Regions from separate parts of the Muntiacus reevesi genome. Here region 2 is linked to region 1. The links are chromatin contacts, called in public Hi-C maps. All regions are on one chromosome and are shown on one strand. Each heading gives the region's core, a stretch centred on a gene start, on an enhancer-like site or on the middle of the called end of the contact. The rest is flanking DNA. Distances are from core to core; before and after follow the strand shown.

What was found. Hi-C and Micro-C count contacts between places; a contact is called where the count stands out from the background.
Region 2: a contact with region 1 is called in a Hi-C map of muscle, with 4 times the contacts expected there. The contact joins the promoter of EMC2 here to the promoter of EIF3E in region 1. A contact is called at or near these places in 2 of 3 Hi-C or Micro-C datasets (blood and muscle).

The regions. Positions count from the first base shown.
Region 1 is chr12:24,232,185-24,235,822 of mMunRee1.1, forward strand. It overlaps EIF3E (eukaryotic translation initiation factor 3 subunit E), which reads right to left and starts at 1,704. Exons shown (of 13, transcript XM_065902709.1): 1 at 1,555-1,704. The coding sequence starts at 1,644.
Region 2 is chr12:24,455,175-24,459,153 of mMunRee1.1, forward strand. It overlaps EMC2 (ER membrane protein complex subunit 2), which reads left to right and starts at 2,463. Exons shown (of 11, transcript XM_065902957.1): 1 at 2,463-2,550. The coding sequence starts at 2,511.

The DNA of each region.
Region 1 (3,638 bases), core at 454-2,953:
ATTCCATGGTAATCCTATACTTAACGGCCGATAGATAAATATTCCAGCATCTTTTGCCTCTCGAAGTATTACAGCCATCTTACCAATATTCTCTCCAAGAAAACATGTTTTGAGCTGTTATTTCCCACTGATTCTCAGCTCTGTTCAGTTTTGGTCTTGCCCAATGAAAAACTTATTTACACTTATGTATTCCTCCCTTTCATCTGTCTGCCTTGAAAAACCAAAGTGTAAAGTACATTAAACAAGAAGTCTGGCTAGTTTAGAAGCAGAGAAAATATTTTTCTATTCGTTGATCTTTGGTGAATTTTCCTCAATTACCCAAAAAAGAAACAGAAGGCAAACTAAACTGCTTTATTCAAGCTCTATAATATAGATTAAGTACATCCTATAAAAGAAAAATCAAGACAGAACAAAGTTTTATATGGCAAGACATTCTTGAGCAGTTATTAAAAATAAACTTGGCTGTTCTCTAATTTCAACAACTATAAATTTGTCTGTAGGTTTTTAGAATAGGTTAATACGAATTTGAGGGTTATACCTGTCCAAAGCACCATGGGAAAATCTGAAAACTTATCATAACAATTTAATGTTTATTTGTAGGGCTTTTAAATTTTTTTGTTGTTCGAACACACAAAATCTACTTCCCAAATCTAGTGTGCCCTAAGTTGACTCGAGTTTTAAACTGCTTCTGGAAACAGAATGCGTCTATTTTTTCTGGTCAATATTCTAATTCTTTCCTCACAGCAGTATCGCTTTAATATAACTACTAAAATGCACCAATTTCCCAATAAACGAATATGCAACTAAGATTTCGAAACTTTTAGGGCTGAGACATGTTTTTAAATGAGGTCCAGAACCAAATACTTTTTCAAGGTATCTTGAATAGCTAAATGAACATTAGCGACCAATTCCATGACTCCAAGTCCGTACATCTATACGTGGAAAACCAACTTTCAAAATAAAAATTGCTCGTTTATTATTTTTGGGGTCCCCCTTCCCATCGAACAAAACATGCGACGCTTCTAGGAAGTGGCTATCTACAGAAACACTAAACTCCTCGCAAAGGACTCATAACTTTACGGAAACCAAGGGACTAGATATATAAGCGTAAGAAAATCATTCCAAACCAACCGGCACGGAATAGCACAGAGCCAAAGCCACCTTTCCTACAGTGCCCGGGAAAAAAAAAATTAATTTTTTGCTTTTAGACGCCAGCTAGTCAAGCATTACTACGGCAGAGCCTGCCAATCGTCAACTTCCGAGAGGAATGACGCGGAAGTCCCTAAGGCACCGGCACCTCAAGAAGTGAAGAGGAAATCACTCCCTTTCGCCCGAGTTGCGTGTTGTCACCTTAACCCAGCTCACGGCACAATTCCGCGTAGCTAATCAACAGGGTTGACGCTAAGCTACTAGCAGGTCCTTACAGCCCGTCTCAAGACCAGACTCGCGGCCGCCTCACACGTGTCAGGCCTAAGGCTACCGCCACTGCTTTTTGGCCTAACCTCGCATCTCACACACTCCCCACACCTTCCGCGCGCTCAGAAAACCCCTTACCTCTTTTACGGAGAGAAACTCAAGCAACGGAAAGACTAAATGCCGATCTAAAAAGTGCGCGATGCGAGTGGTCAAGTCGTACTCCGCCATCTTGCCAAGGAAAAGGAAAGTGTGCGCTCGCTAAAACTTTATTGATAGCGCCGACAAAGGAACAAACAGTCCCGAACTGCGCAAGTGCAGTGGCTAAACCAGTCAAAGAAAGGGGCGGGGTTCAAACTCGAGCGCTCAGAGAACAATAGCGCATGCGTGTGATCCTCCCTCCCTAGTTCCTCCCTCCCTCCCGGCCACTGTGGGGCTGGGTGGAGTGTCAGGCGAAATTTCTTCAAGACCAATAGATGTCTTGAAGTTGTTGTTTAATCCCTGAGTCCTGTCCGACTCTTGCGACCCCATGGACTGCAGACCACCAGGCTCCTCGGTCCATGGGATTTCCCAGGCAAGAATACTGTAGTGGGTTGCCATTTCCTACTCCAGGGTATCTTTCCAACCCAGGGATGGAACCCGCGTCTCCTACAAGTCTCGGCATTGCTGGCTGATCCCTTATGGCTGAGCCACCGTTGCGATCAGTTCCATTAACAAATACTGAAAACTCAAGAATTGATTGGCTGAGACAATGTCGTTTGTATTGGAGGTGCGGTGGAGGACAAGATACTGAGGCTCCTGCTCTCCAGAAAATCACACACAAGGAGGAACAGCTGAATTTATATTTGGTGTATAGTAATCATTTCATAAGCATTTGTTAAATTAAGGTAGGATGGGTTTCTAGACAAAAACTACAAGTGAAATAATTTAAGATTATAGTAAGAGCCATAACTTGGTGTGTGTGTGGGTCATGGAGTGAGGCGATGCCAGATTGGGGCTTTTTAATTATGGAGTTTAGAGAAAATTCAGGGTTACAATTTAGCCGAAGTTGTGGTAACAGGGGCAGATGAACAAAATTAGAGCCTGGGTGAAAACATGCCTGGTGGAAGCACAGCAAAGACAATGAGACAGGAAAGGACTTGGTGTTTTTCAAAAACTGAGTAGCCTCTGTGACTGGAGAGTGAGGTTAAAGATATGGAGAAGGGCCAGGTGATGATTAAGGTAGGGAATGTAAGCTTTATTCTAAGTACTCTTGTCTCCTTTGCCAGTTCCTTGTCATCTTTCAGGCCTCTTCATTTTGGAGTGCCTTGGTGTCTTTGACCTCTTCATTCTTCCTAGAGCATGCTCTAGGCCATTACCCTAAGTGCTGTCATCCAACCAAAAGGCAATCTACACATTGACAACTCCCTAATTAGAGCCGCAACAAGACTAGTAGTTAACAGCCAACTCAATATAACATTAATGTGTCCAAAATCAAATTCCCTATGTAATTCTCTGGGCAAAACCTACTTCTTTTACACTCTTCTCCATCTCAGTGAATGCCCACTTCATCTGTCCAGTTCAGACACAAAATATTTGAGTCATCCTTGAATTTTCTCTTATTCTACATTGACCCCACCAACAAATCCTCTGGCTCTACATTTAAAGCAGGTCCTGATCAATCAGTTCACAACACCTACAAGATTAATGCCTACTCCAAACCACTATTATCGTGATTTTTAGAATAGCCTCTTCACTAATCACCTTGCTTTCCCTCTTTTCATCCTCTGGTTTTTACTCCATGCAGTGGCCAGAGTGACTTTTTAAAAATAAACTTTTTATTTTGTACTGGGGTAGAGCCGATTAATAATGTGATAGTTTCAGGTGACCAGTGAAGGAACTCATCCATATATATACATGAATCCATTCTCCCCCAGACTCTCTCCCATCCAGGCTGCCACATAATATTGAGCAGAGTTCCATGTGCTGTACAGTAGGTCCTTGTTGGTTATCCATTTTAAATTTGTGCAGACAACCATTAGTTTGTTCTCTTAAGTCTGACAAAGTGACTTTTAAAAGTCAAATTATGCTCAAAATCCTCCAGGCCTTGTAATCTCACTCAGAGAAAAATGTGTAAGTCTTTAAATAGCCTGTGCATGCTAAGTTGCTTCAGTTGAGGCCAACCCTTTGTGGCCCTATGGATTGTAGCCTGCCAGGCTTCTCTGTCCATGGGATTCTCCAGGCAA
Region 2 (3,979 bases), core at 1,213-3,712, 220 kb after region 1:
CCCGGAGCTTGCTCAAACTCATGTTCATCAAGTCGGTGATGCCATCCAACCATTTCATCCTCAGTCATCCCCTTCTCCTCCTGCCTTCAATCTTTCCCAGCATGAAGGTCTTGTTATACCCGTTGTAAGTCATTCAAAGACAACTCCTTGGGCTTTCATGCCTTCTGGGTAAATGCCAGACCCAAAGCAGATAGGAATTTGACATGTTTGAGAAATAGAAATAGATGAAAATGGTTGGGATCTAGTGAAAAGAGAATAGTAAAATATGAAGGAAGGGATGTAGGAGGGAGCTGCATTGAGTAAAACCCTGTAAATCATGGTAAAGTGTTTATAGAGTATATTTTTGTTGCTGGTGGGGAGCCATTTGAGAGCTGTAAGCAAAGGGCTTTTTGTGGTTTTTGTTTTGTTTTTCTTTTAAAGACCAGTAGGACTACTGTATAGAAAATAGATTTATACAGCAAGAATGAAGCTAAGGAGGTTAGGAGACTGTGACACTCATTCAGGTGAGAGATGATCTTAGCTTCAATTAAGGTAGTAGCAGCGGGGACGAAAAAGAGAAAAACAGATGGATTTGGAAGCACACAATACAGGATCTGCTAACAGACTTGACATAAGGGGGTTGCCAAAATTTTAGCTTGTGAATCCAGGTGGATGTTTCACCAATTCTGATGGGGGTCATGATGGCAGGAACTCAGACTTCTGTTTGGGAGGGGTTAAATTTGAGATACATACTAGTCATCTAAGTGGATATGTCAAGAAAGTAGAATTGGGTTTCAGGGCAGAAGTAAGGACTGCTGGATTTGTACATTTGGGCATCAGTATATAAATACTATTTATAGCCACAGGACTGTTACTTCCCTGAGTGTCATGGAGTATCTCTTTTAATCTTGATAACAACTCAAATAGATATTTTCTTTTTATGTTGATGAGTAGCTTCTCTTTCTATCTAAGCAACTCATATTCAAAAATACATACATTGGAAGTCAAGCAGCTACTAAATGACGGCGCCTGGAATTTCTCAATTTTTTGAATGAAGCCTTTTTTAAAGGTCTGGTCTGGAGACAGTGAATCTCATTCAGACTCTAAACCAAACTTATAAATTTAGTAGTCTTTTCTATCTTTTTGCAACTTCCCTTGAGCAGGTGCCACTGATAGGTTTTTTTTTTTTTTTTTTTTTTTTTTTTTTTTAACTATTCCTTTGGCATATGGGATAGGACTCTCTGTCTTCCTTTTTTCTCATATCTTGACTGTTTCTTCTTCACTGGCCTTCAACTATCTTTCATGCAGGGATTTCTAGCCTTCTTTCCTCTTTACGTATTTCCCTTTTACATTTTTACGTTCTCATTGGTTCAAATACTAAACATACGCTTACGTCCTAAGTGTTAGTCACTTAGTCGTGTCCGACTCTTTGCGACCCCACGGACTGTTGCCCGCCGCCAGTCTCCTCTGTCCATGGGCTTCTCCAGGCGAGAATACTAGAGTGGGTTGCTATTCCCTTCTCCAGGGGATCTTCCTGACCCAGGGACGCAACCCGGGTCTCTTGCATTGCAGGTAAACTCTACGGTCTGAGCCGCCAGGGAAGCCCAAATGTACGCTTACGACCCTCAATTATTTTGCTTCCAATGCAGACATTTTTCCCCCTAGCTTTAGTAGACCAGGTCCAAAGGTTTCCTGAAAGCAATTAGTCTGGAGGCTCCCCCATGCGATTAAAGAGGAGGAGCGAAGTGGAGGGGCTGTGAAGGTCTCATTTGATTTGTACATTCATTCATATTTCCTTATAATCATTTACATACCGGCTGCTTCTATGGAGTTTCAAATCTAGAGTGGCAAGCAGACCAGTGACGCACGGGCAGCGTTAACTAAGGGTTTAGCTTGGCACGATGCCCTTCCGTGTGAACATTAAGTCCTCGGCCACAGAGGCATAAGGTGCAAACACAGAGCCCTGCTTAGTTCCTCAAACAGATTTAACGAACATTTTTTGAAGTGTATTAGTTCTGCCGAACATTAAAAAAGAAATCGAGGCAAATCCCTTCACGGACGGAGTAAAGCTGGGCACAGATGAGAGATTCGAGCTGAATGCTGCACTGCAGCAGGTCATGAAGAGAATAAGGTACTGATTAGGGAGTGAGTAGAGAATGAAGCACTCATGTAGAAAAAAATGAGAAACCGGGGATGGCATACATAAAAAAAGAAAGAAAGAAAACAACCCAGCTTTTGTTAAGTCATGGTAAAACACACACCTCAAGACAAGCCGACTCTAGCGGCTCCGCCAGGGTGTCCTCACAGTCCCAGCGCGCCGCACGCCTCCCAGTTCGCTCCGCCTCCCAGCTCGCCCCGCCCAGTTCCCCGACTGCCCCTAGTCAGAGCCGCGTGCACGTGCGCAACGGATCCCGCCCCCTTCGCTCCCTCGGCCAATGAAAAGTGGTATCGTAATTCGCCACTGCCTGGTATCGTGTCGCGTGACCAAGTCTCCCCGCCCCCTCGCCCGGCCGCCATCTGGGTCTGAGAAGATGGCGAAGGTGTCAGAGCTATACGATGTCACTTGGGAAGGTAACTGAGGGCGGGGTGGCCGCGGAGAGACCGAAAGCCGCAGGAAGCGGCTCGGGAGTACCTGCTGGCCTCGGAGACCTGGATTCTCCGATCTCTCTTCGGCTCTGGCTCGGCCGAGCTGAGGTGATAGCTGAGGTAGTTAGCTGACTGAGGTGGAGGTGGAGGCTCACCCCTTCCTTGGCTCGGCCTGTGACTGAAGTCTGCGGTGGTCGTCACCGCTTGGGTTGGTAGACTGACTGACCAACCGGCCTACCACCGCGCCCATCCAACGGCCAAGGGCAGCTTCCTCTATAAGGCAACCGGGATCTGGGGCTGTCACACTTTTCCTGTGGCTGCTGGGCGGCGCAGAGGAGGCAGCTCTCGCTGCCCGCTGAAGCGTGTTTGCAGCCGAGATATCCAGGGCCTGTAAAGGGCTTTCAAATGCTCTGTAAGGGGTACAACTCTGTGTAGTAAATTGTGTGGAAAACCCGTAAACATATCTGATTCTTTTCCCTGCTAGTTTACATTCCCTTCTCTTCAAAACTGGGTTTCTGATTCCCCCCTTTTAAACTGATCCTCCTGTCCCACTCCCCTCAAGACGAATTTACACACACGACCCAACTTGCTTCTTATTCCCTGTCAGTAATTCCTTTTCTAAAGCTGGAATAAATTCTTGTTTAATCTGAGGTGGAGTTTGTCTTTAAATTTGGAAGCAGTCAAACTTTGAACCAATTCTGAAAGAGATTGTCCCTTCTTAAAATCTTGAGTGAGAGGTGTGCATGCTGAAGAAAAGAACCTTGAGTTTCTCTAAGGCATGGAATTTGTGTAATTGAAATTTATATTTCCAGCGTTTCACAGTAGACTTCAGTAGCTTGTTTGTTCGGATATCTCAATGATGTTATTTAAATATTTTATTAAAAAACGCCTGATAACGCGTGGGCTGAGAGTTGTATTGGTTGTTCAGTGTCGAGTAAATCTCTCCAATATTGAAAGTTGCAAACAATAATGGGAAAAGGTAAAATTCCTTTATCCTGGAACTAATTCAGTGATTTATTATTGGTTTTGTGGCCTCTAGCATACTGTGAACCACCGTGTTTCTACCCGTATTGGACAATCTGTTATATTAAAGTATTAAGTTCTCAGTGCTAGATCTTGAAGATACCCAATTAAGTAACACACAGCCCCTACCTTTAGGGAGTTCATAATCTGATGGAGAAAGATAAACTTGTAAAAACGTAGTTTTAAAAGGCATGTGTCAGGATATATTCCTTCAGTAGCTATGTGGCTATTATTTTTAATGCTTTTAAAAAATGTTTCAAATAGTTCATGGTTTTTTTGAAAGTGCTATTTTGAAGGTATGTTCAACATAAATTTCTTAGATGATAATATCATGTGTAGACGCACAGGAAATGAGTAGATGCAGTTGAGGTGATTTAACTGAGTAGCTTAG